Linked DNA regions of Sus scrofa: all the other regions are linked to region 3. A link is a contact called in public HiChIP or PLAC-seq data. All regions are on one chromosome and are shown on one strand. The core of a region is the stretch at or near the end of the contact, and the rest is flanking DNA. Distances in the headings are between cores, read along the strand shown. Region 1 has its middle 17 kb from the start of IKZF2. Region 2 holds the start of IKZF2 (zinc finger protein Helios). Region 3 has its middle 180 kb from the start of IKZF2.

Region 1 (3,754 bases), core at 1,246-3,745, 190 kb before region 3:
TATTTCTACAGATGATAATGATTAAGGAAGAAGCTTTAAGAGAGAGGAGTCAAGACTCACAGAGAGGAGATGCAAGGATGGGACAAGAAACTACCCACATCTTGAGCAGTCACCTTTTCCAGTGCTTACCCAGAAGGATTAACAATTTCTATGGGTCATTGCTGTGTGTATGGTCTTCTTCCCTTTGCTGACTGGAAGCTTTTATTATGGTTATCCTGGGGAAAGGATGTACATCACTAGACCCAGCGAAAACATAATTTGCAGGGCCCAGGGCAAAATAAAAATATGGGGCCCCAAAGAAAAGTTGCCATTAAAGGTACTAAAATATAAAACCTTATCCTTTCTTTTATAGTGTGTTTTAGCTTATCATGATATTTTATATTTTCTACTTAATGTTATTCTAAATAAGTAATTTTACTATTTATCTTTATATTCTAGAATGCCAGTTTTAAATGCAAATACCAGTGCATTTAACTCAAGTGTGGGATTACTGAAACTACATGATTTTTTATTTTGTGGCTGGAATATGTGTATGCATTTCATTCTTGCCAAAACATTAGAAATGCTGCACACAACTCATTCAGTGGTTTTTATTTTGCTTACCCATGTGTGCATCATCTTTCAATACCCTCTACCTTTCGCTCACTGATGAGTCAGGAAGGAATGAGAGAAGGAACTCTGGTTGCTTGATCTTTTGCTTTCCTTCTATGACATCGTTTTTGTATAAGTGGCTGGCTGATAGAGGGAAAGAGAGCACAAGAAAAAAGGATCTACTGATAATGTTCCTTGGTCTTTTGTAGTTCTTAGAATGACATTGCCTTCTTTCTTTTGAAGCAAATTTTTGGTTCAGTCAAAGCATGGTCTCTCAGTGACTGGACGGGGCTTTCGATGATCTCACTTAGGGAAAGGATGAGTAAGTTCTTTGTGTGGGGAAAAGAGTGAAGTGAATTATTTGTTAAATAAAGAGATGTACCATTACAAAACTGATTTCTCTTTTCCTTCAGGACACACAGTTAGGTGATATGTCCCAGACTCTGTTGTGTTAGGTATGGTAGATCTCTGTCTACCCAGTGGGATGGGCAGAGGGATGCCCAACAGTTCTATGCCTGGTCCATAGAGAGTTTCCCCAGGATCCTCTGCTCTCTCCCTTCCTTTGTTTGCCAGGGAGAAGCAGAGGAGTCAGCAGAGGCCTCAAGTCCCCAAAGGGATGACTGAGCAAATGTAGAAAGGTCCCAACTCTCCACAAATGCTTTAAACAACAGACAAATGTGTGTTGTGCCTCTGAGATATTTGGCCTTGTTTATTATATTAACCTCTCCTGAATAGAAGAAACCTTAGAAAAATATCTTAATATAAACTATTTTTAACAGGGATTTATCATCATGGGAGTTTAAGTGGCAACAGGACAAATCAGGTTACCAGTTGACCTTGGAAACTGACAGATACATGGGACAGTTCAGGGATGTGAAGGAGATTTTGGTAGTGGAGACTCACTGGGTTCAGGGAGGCCACTGTTTGATTATAAAATCTGGGAATAGAACTAACTACAGGTGTGGATAGTAAATAGATTTTTTTTTTTTTCTTTTCAGGGTTGCACTTGCAACATATGGAAGTTCCCAGGCTAGGGGTTGAATTAGAGATGCAGCTGCTGGCCTACACCATAGATACAAAAACGCCAGATCCGAGCCGTGTCTGTGACCTACACCACAGCTCATGGCAATGCAGATCTTTAACCCACTGAGCAAGGCCAGGGATAGAACCTGCATCCTTATGGATACTAGTTGCGTTTGTTAGCACTGAGCCATGATGGGAACTTCTAAACAGCTACAGTTTTAAAGTTGGTAGGTCATGGAAGTGGGGGGTGAAGGAAAGGGTCAAGAAGATTTAAAAAAAAATCAACATTATATATGTTTTCTGAGAGACCTTCAGAAACATATAAGTAGCACCCCTCCACCCTGACTTCTTTATTCCTTTATGACACCTGTTTATTTCCTCCCTAACATGTAATACAGACTTTAATTGTATATTTATTTGCTTAATTTTTCATTGTCTGTTTCATCTAGTCTAATGTGTTTCCTAAGGTCAACTTTGCATGTTTTATTCATGTCTTTGTCTAATGGAGTGTTTGTCACTGAACAGGTGAATAAATAAATAAATGCAAAAACTGTTCTCACTCATTGGGACATTTAACACTTTAGACTCTCTTCATTGGTTCCTGTCTTGTGCCCTGGTGACACAGAACTGGCTTTCCTATGTCTGAGCTCAGTCTTGCCTGAGTGGGTCCCTGATTCATACTCTTGGACCTCTCCAGTATTACCCACCCCTCTGCTTAGACTCTACCATTTACCTGCCATGATGACTTTTGTCCAACACCTGCCCTGCCTCTGCCTCTTGTGCCCATCTTCTCATTCCCGATCTATCTTCAGACTCACGATTTTGTGTGTTTGATACCAGTATAACTGACGCTTGCTTCATACCCAGGGGCAGGATCATGTATCTTACTGCTGCCATTCTGAATCCAAGCGCACCCAGCCAGCAGCTGCCTCTGAGCCCGCTCTCTCCAAATTTCCTTAGTATTCAACACAGAACAGCTCATTTGGGCTCAGCTCACCACCTATCTTTAACTAATGTAGTTCTAATCAAACATATACACTTTTAAAAATAAAATGGGACCATTTAAACAAAAGGGAAAAGGACTTAATTCAAAACTATTTAAGTAGTGCTAGAAATAAAAGATGATAATAACAATCAGACATTAATCTCAAATAAAGGCTTGGGAGGTCAGGGATCATATGTGTACTACCTTAAATATGCTATGCCCATAGCAAATACTCAATAATTTCTTTTTTCAATTGCTTGGTTATTGTGACTAAAACTTCATAATTTTGACAAACACTGATGTGGTAGAATGTGCCACGAAGTCTGTTGCTAGTTCCAGTCCTCTTTAGTAGCCTTGGCTCGCTACCCAAATAATTATGTTCTGAGGTCTCTCATAGTCACATTTTATCATGGCAGTGACAGCTCTGAAGTGGCTGAGTGGATGTAGAGATTGTTCATTAAATGATTTCAAGTAAAGAGCTTCAAGATCCTTCCACCTGTCATTCAAATCTATATGTTATTATTTGCTGTAGAACATTAAACACCAAAATCTCCTATAATTCCTCCCTCATTGAACTAACACCAGCCATGCCACGTACAATTCAGTTGATCACTCAGAATATGATTTCCTCAAGCATCCTATTCTTTCACTAAATTGTGGATAATTGGAATTGACAGTCTCATGGATTTTAAAGGAATTAAATGCAAGAGACTAAAGCTTTAAACCTTGCAATGAATAGGCCACAGGCAGCGGGTGCAGAAAACTGGGACGTTATTATGTATCTGTTTTGAGATAAACACTTTGCTGCTACTGGCATTCTGTAACTTTTTATTACATTAAAAAAAAAAAAAAAGGCAAGCCAAATGGGTTGCCATGGAAATACTTATGATGTCACAGAGGATGATGACTTCTCCTAATCTATAAGCAGCAAGAGCAGATGTGCTTGGAAGAAACAAAGATCTTGTTTTCATACAAATGTTCCCAAAATAAAACACAAAGGAAGAAAAATACCCAGAGCACATAATGCAAAGAAAAAGAATTGCTTCTAAATGGAATGTTTTATAAAGTTTTCCATAAAGCTTCAGCTGCTCCTCAAAGCACGACCAGCTTGAACGTGGATAACAAATGTGAAATTACAGTACTCACGAAATTAGT
Region 2 (3,454 bases), core at 797-3,296, 180 kb before region 3:
AGAAAGAACCAGCTATGTGAAAAATGGTGGGGGTGGGGTATGCTCTTTCCTTACCTCCTCACCCCACTTCCTAAATGAAACTTTAACTCTCCAGTTGGATACAGTAACCAAAGAATTTGCTACCGCCCTTTCTGGGGATACATTTGTATGCATACTATAACTATAAATATACTTTAAAAATGTGTGCACTTATCCCAAAGGCTGGAATACAGATCTCCTCTAACCACTCTAACAAAACAAAACAAACAAACAAGCAAACAAAAAACTGTTGAGAAAAACTGTGAACAAATTACTACAGTTTATACAAAGTTTCCTTCCCCAATGTGGGACACTATAGAGGATGAAATAGAATCTTTAGTCTTAGTATGTAAACATAATCTTGACTTTTTTGGGGTGAATGAGATACACCATGATCTACAAATCAGAAAGAAACATAGGATGTCAAGAAGAGGGATGTTTTCCCCATATGGTCTAATTCTCGTGAGATCTTTGCCATTGTAAAATTTGGGAGCCATTGCTCCCTGCCCAAATCCCCCATTCTTGGGGAGGCAGGGCCATAAAAAGTCAATCGTCTGGACATTTAGCCACTAGAGGGAGAGAGCGTGCCTCTGGTGATTAGGGAGCCAATGAAAGCAACTCATGCAAAGGATAGGCTTTCAAGGGTGCTAAATTAAGCTCTAATCAGCTAGGGGCAAAGTCTAATATCAACTGGTAGTTTGGGGAAACTTGAGGATGCTTCCTTAAGACTTTACAACAAATTCTCTTCTACTAAAGAATGAAATTGTTGAAACTATCCTGATATTTATTTCATCTTAATTTTGAATATATTTCAATTCATCTTTTCTAAGGATCTCCACAATTTTGCAGATACTTAAAACACTTAGGTGTAATATTTAGGGGGATTTACAGCAGTTTAGAGAAGTTACCCTTTATATATTGAGAATTTATGTATTATGAACACTCTGATTTTCTATTATAATTTAAAATCTCTGCTATCTATGGGGGTGATTAGAGTGATTTGTGGAGTTCTGTTTGGTTTTTCCCAAATATGACTTTAGGAAAATTACTTTTAATTAGATAACTGACAGGTGTTTTTTTTTTTTTTAAACCTGCTTTACTAATATATAACACACAGTGTTCTTAAAATCGTCATGAAGTAGTTGTTAGCCTGAGCTCAAATGATTTGCTCTCCAATAAAAATTGGTTAATTTTGTTTGTGGCATAGCACCGACTATCACTTGTCATAATTTAAAAAATGAGCCCACTGGTACAATTGCTGTTTAATAAATCTAGAGGAAGTAAACTTTTAAAAAGTAATTCATTAAACAACTTAAATACAGTGTCATACATATGGTGTCCATTATTTAGTGTGTATCAATGTGAATAAATTCGTTCCCAATCCCAAAATCTAAAGAAAAGGTGTTATCCAAAATTTCCCAGACATACAGAATGGCGCTTAAGATATAGTTGATGATTGTATTTTCCATGTATCATTTTTCTTTCCTCAGCAGAAAAAAAAAACTTCAGTAACTATTTCTGGGATTCTTGAAAGGAGTAGGACTACAGTGCCTGTTCCTACTCTTTCAGCATTGATTTTTTTCACAATCTGTGATATGGTTTCTCAGAAATGCTGTTTGGCAGTCCTGATAATTTCATATGTTTTCAAACGTAAGCCACCCAGACTACACAGTTCAGTATTTTGAGCTCCTTTCATTTTCCTTTTCTCTTTAATTATAGAAGTCTCTATTCCCTCTTTTTGCAAATGTGGTCGAGAAAGATGCTAAATGCGACTAGTTGTAGAAAGAACATGTATTTTTTTTTTTTTTTCTCATTGACGATCCGTATAAGTTCTTCCCAAATACAAAAGCTGTTCTATAGCCAATTGATGCTATTGATGGGCAATAGTTTACTCCTAACAACTTTTTGGACCCTCACCCGTTCCTCTGACTTTGGTGGACGTGGCACATGCCCGGTGGACAAAAAAAAAAAAACAAGTAAACACTCTAATTTTAAACTTGCACTGTAAAGCACTTTCAAAATAGTAATAGTTGAGCTTCATCTCAGACCTGACTTTCCTTCTCAATCCATTCCCGAGGACCCCTCTCTCCTCGGTCTATCCGGCGCCCTTTTCTGAAATTGCACGGCACAGTTAATTGCGAAGCCGAGTGGGTGGGTCCACGCGCACACCCAGACTCCGGCCAGGACGCCGATCCCGGAGCTCCGCGTCGCGCGCCTGGATAGCAGCCTCGCTCCTTTCGCCTGGCCTCACCACAAATCCCAGTTTGAAAGAAAACTTCACGAGGCCGAAATGAACCTCCCCTCGCCGTTACAATTCTTCCTTTCGAGCCGGCAGAAAACGTGAGATTTACCAGGACTCGGGGGTGTGTGGATTGGGGCTGCCGGGGTACTCTCGGAAGCGGGTTACCTGGTGCCCCCTCTGGGGGCGGGGTCCACCGTCCGGGGGCGCCGGGCCAGGGGGTACGCGGCCCGGCGCGCGGGTGGGCGCGAGGAGAGTGCGCGCGTCGCGGAGCCGCAGGGGCAGCACTTGTCCTGTAATCGATTGCCGAGCGCGCCGAGCGGCCCTGCGCGCATACACGCGCACTCGCGCCCTCCCCAGCCCCCCCCGCGCGCGCGCACACACACACATACACACACATAAACACACACATACACACACGAACACACGCACAGGCGCCCAGGCCCCGCACACGCACGCGCGCGCGCACGCCCGTCCTCTTGCCCGCCAGTCCCCGCGCCCCGGGCCCGCCGCCGCCGCCGCCGCGGTGGCCGCCGCCGCCGCCAGCCAGCCCTCCGCCCGCGGGCGTCTGCGCGAGCCCGGCCGGCGGGGGAGATGTGCTCTGGCTCAGGCGGATCGGTTTCTCGGGGTTTGACCAGCTGTCCCGGGCTAACCCTGCTCCTCGCTGAAGATGGAGGAAGTAAAAACAGGATTACCCTTAGCTACAGATCCACTGCCTTAGTTTCCACCACCAACTGCAGTGCACAAACACACGTTAGGCACAGGAAAGAAAGAAAAAGAGAGGACACACTAACAGTAAACACAAACAAAAGGGTGATGGGATTATTTTACTGCATGCACTGCTGAGGTAAATCTCCGCTTGGCTTTTGCGTGGCGAAGAACAGCTCTTGTTTTATTTGTCTCTGATTCATAGATTATATATAAATATGTGTATCTGATTTGCAAAGGGGGGGAGTGTTTTCAAAGTTAAGTGTAATTATATAGCATCTCGTTTTGCACTGTGATGTGATCAAATGACTTGTTGCTGTTAACCAGTAATAATAATAATACTATAGACATTTTTTCTCTGGGAGGGATGGATTGTGGTTATGATTAGGGTAACGATTTCTGTAAAGGACGCTCAGAGAATCGGGTTGCAGATGATGTCTTCTGCCTTAATTTGTCGTCCCCTCCTTGTAATCTGTTTCTGGGATGTGA
Region 3 (3,393 bases), core at 443-2,942:
CACGTCCTCTAATTCAGACCATATATTCTACCTTATTGCTCAGGTTTGTGTCGTTTTTCCTGAGGATTCCTCATCTGCCTTTCCTCGTTGCTGTTCACCTATGAGTCTATTAAAAAAAAAAAAAAAACAAGCGAGAATATTCATATTCAAAAATAGCTGGCAAGTAAGAAGAATTGATCAAGGCCAGGAAATGTTTTACTTCTACTCCTAGAATAGGTTTTAACTTACTAGGTGATTGAAGGAGACATATTAGAGGTGAAAGACCATAAGCTTTGGGGTTCATAGACCAAGGAGACCCCACGATTTGCTTTGTAATATTACTTAAGTTATTTAATATTTTCCAGCTCAGATTCTTCATCTAAGTTGGTGACAAGAATACCTACGTGGGAGTTCCTGTCGTGGCACAGTGGTAACGAACCAGACTAGTATCCATGAGGACATGGGTTTGATCCCTGGCCTCGCTCAGTGGGTTAAGGATCCAGCATTGCCACAAACTGTGGTGTAGGTCACAGACGCAGCTTGGATCTGGTGTTACTGTGGCTGTGGTGTAGGCCAGCAGCTACAGCTCTGATTCGACTCCTAGCCTAGTAACTTCCATATGCCGCAGGTGCAGCCCTATAAAAACAAACAAAAAGGAAAAAAAAAAAAAAAAAAAAAAAAGCTTACATGGCAGAGGTATTTTATTTATTTATTTATTTGTTTGTTTTTATTTTCACTGTACAGCATGGGGACCAAGTTACACATACATGTATACATAATTTTTCCTCCCATTGTTGTGTTGTGATGTAAGTATCTAGACATAGTTCTCAATGCTACGCAGCAGATCTCATTGTAAATCCATTCCAAGAGCAATGCAAATTATTCATGTATTAATTTTTCTTGGAACTACTACATATGCCATTTCTGTATTAAACGTAAGATATAAAAATGAAAGCAATCTCCTGCCTTCAGAGATCTGTAATAGATGAAAAAAAAACAGAAACAAAATCAAATGATTGAATATTTTAAAGTGGTATGTTGGGAGTGGGTGTATAATACAGTGAAGGCAGAAAAAGGGAAATTTTATATTTTACTTTGGAGGATGGAGAGATCAGTTAGGGAAATCAGCCTGTAAATTAAAGTGCTCAATTGTATATAAATAGATAATTAACAAGGACCTACTGTATAACATAGAGAAATCTACTCAATATTCTATAAACCAAATGGGAAAAAAGAATGGATATATGTATATGTTTAACTGAATCCTTTTGCTGTACACCTAAGACAAATACAATATTTTAAGTCAACTACACTCCAATAAAATTTTTAAAAAAAGGTGTTGACAGTGAGCTATAGTGGAGGAAGGATAGGCTATAAGGAGTAGATATTCCACATATTCATTAATACAGTAATTCTTTCAGCACACATTTATTGTGTGCCCCTTACATAGTGGTGAGCCTCATGGTGAATAAAAAGAGATGATTTCTCAGCTATGCATGTATATCCTGTCCTCACAGTGCATACAGTCAATGTGGAAGTGACACAGCTATGTTAACAGAGCACTCTTAACAGACCTCCACTTAACTGACTTGGCAAATTAACTAATACTATCAATTGCTTTTGCAAAACAAACTGATTAATATTCCGGGCTCAGTGAAAGCTCACAGCCAGTAGGCTACGCTCCAGTAAGCCTACACACTTCTCCTCTCATTTGTTGAGTTGCACACTTGCCAAGAATTAGTTGTGTTTATGCCCAAACTATTTATGACAGTTGACTTATTATTGTAACCATGTAATATAATTAAACGTTGCTTACATAATTCAGTGAAATAGAGTGTAAAATGAAAGACTTGTTTCTTTGAAAATTAAGTTGAATATTTTGGAAAGACACAAGAGGAATCATTGAAAATATTTCTATAAAAATTATAAAAAGGTTATACAACCAGAAAAGACTCAGAAAAAAAGTCTTAATAATCCAGAAAATTTTACATTCAGATTAGTTGGCAAATGTGTAGCTTTTCACTCTGTTTTAAGTTATCACTCCACTTTAAATAAAGTGAAACTAAAACTTACACATGGTGCACTATGGTGGCTCTTTAACCAACATACCCATCTCCAAATTAAAATCCATAGCCTTACAGCAAAAAACTGGTGATGTGCATTTAAAGTATTAGGACAAAAAATAAAAAATAAAAACAAAAAACAAACTTTAAGGTATGTACATAACATTTTTAAAGCTCCTCAATTTGATTCTACTTTAATTATTAGCAGTCATATATGATGAAAGCTTCTAGTAGAGAAATTGATGTAATGATATGGAAATACTGGGACCTTAGAAAGAATTAATCAATCCTAGAGAACAAGAGCTCTGAAGCAGAGTAAGCCAGGCCAAGGAAAGAGGTAGGGTAAAGATAGCATCCCATGCAGACAAAACAGAGACCAAAAAAAAAAAAAAAAGACATGAGGAACTGAAAAAAGTTCAATGTAGCTTGACTATACTGTGTGAGAGTGAACATGCCAAGTTGACTGGGCTGGTAGTGGTAGGAGGGGCCAGATCCAACTCTTGGAAATCCTTATCAGTCATGTTAAATCTGAACTTATCTTGAAGGGTTTTAAGTTATGATACTTCTATTATTAGATCTGAATTAAGGTAAAATAACAGGTTGAATATAGAGGCTGATGAGTTAGTGGGCAGCAAAGTTGAAGGAAGAAGATAAGTTCATCTATGTAAGATGATGGCAGCCTAGAGTAATGTGTAGCAGTGGATTTGGGAATGTGTGGAGGGATTTTAGAGATATTAGTGAGGTATAATCAAGGGATTTTAGAGATATTAGTGAGGTATAATCAGATAATGATAACTAGCTGAAATTCAGGGCTGAAAAAAAGATTGGTAGTGGTCAAAGATAGATTCTCCTAGATTTCTGGCTTAGAAATTGGGTAGATAGTGCCATTTACAGAAGTGTATAACTTGAATGAGAAAAAAGTTAGTTCAGGAGGGTGGCGGGAATAATGAAGTCTCTTCTGAGATTACTGTGCATGATTATGTCACTTATAAGGTCATTAAGTGGGAGAGTCCTGGAGCGACTGGGTATATGGGGTTCAGGCAAGAGGTAAAGCTTAGGAAGAAAAAGGAAAAAAGAGGATTTGTTGGCATCTGCATACAGGTGGTAATTGAAACCATAATGTATAATGTATAAACTCCAAAAGAGAGTTAGCAGACTATAAAAAACAGAAAAACAGAAGAAAAGAAAAATGCATAGGAAAGAGTCCTGGGGGACAGAATATTGAAGCGTGAGTAGGAAAAAAGAGAACTCAAAAATGCAATTAATACAGGAGCAGCCAAAAAATCGAGAAGGAAGGGGAGTGTTCAAAGGGTCCATTACTGCTGAGTGACAATGCCCAGTGGACTTAGGA

Evidence for each region. HiChIP or PLAC-seq counts read pairs in DNA pulled down with a chosen protein or histone mark.
Region 1: a contact with region 3 is called in an H3K27ac HiChIP or PLAC-seq map of skeletal muscle, with 4 times the contacts expected there. The contact joins two enhancer-like sites. A contact is called at or near these places in 2 of 47 Hi-C or Micro-C datasets (psoas muscle and skeletal muscle) and 2 of 2 datasets of contacts at active chromatin or transcription factors (alveolar macrophages and skeletal muscle).
Region 2: an H3K27ac HiChIP or PLAC-seq map of skeletal muscle shows a contact between it and region 3, with 4 times the contacts expected there. The contact joins the promoter of IKZF2 here to the enhancer-like site in region 3. A contact is called at or near these places in 1 of 5 promoter capture datasets (fetal liver), 6 of 47 Hi-C or Micro-C datasets (alveolar macrophages, embryonic fibroblasts, liver and 2 more) and 2 of 2 datasets of contacts at active chromatin or transcription factors (alveolar macrophages and skeletal muscle).

The regions. Positions count from the first base shown.
Region 1 is chr15:115,692,397-115,696,150 of Sscrofa11.1, reverse strand. No RefSeq gene overlaps it. Among named protein-coding and RNA genes, the nearest start is that of IKZF2, 17 kb to the right of the region's middle. Within about 2 kb of position 2,495, at least 2 of the 83 cell types and tissues checked have an H3K27ac peak or open chromatin away from gene starts, as enhancers often do. A contact at or near this core is called in skeletal muscle, where this site is marked.
Region 2 is chr15:115,676,095-115,679,548 of Sscrofa11.1, reverse strand. IKZF2 (zinc finger protein Helios) reads left to right here and starts at 2,046. Exons shown (of 8, transcript XM_021076006.1): 1 at 2,046-2,358.
Region 3 is chr15:115,498,815-115,502,207 of Sscrofa11.1, reverse strand. No RefSeq gene overlaps it. Among named protein-coding and RNA genes, the nearest start is that of IKZF2, 180 kb to the left of the region's middle. Within about 2 kb of position 1,692, at least 2 of the 83 cell types and tissues checked have an H3K27ac peak or open chromatin away from gene starts, as enhancers often do. A contact at or near this core is called in skeletal muscle, where this site is marked.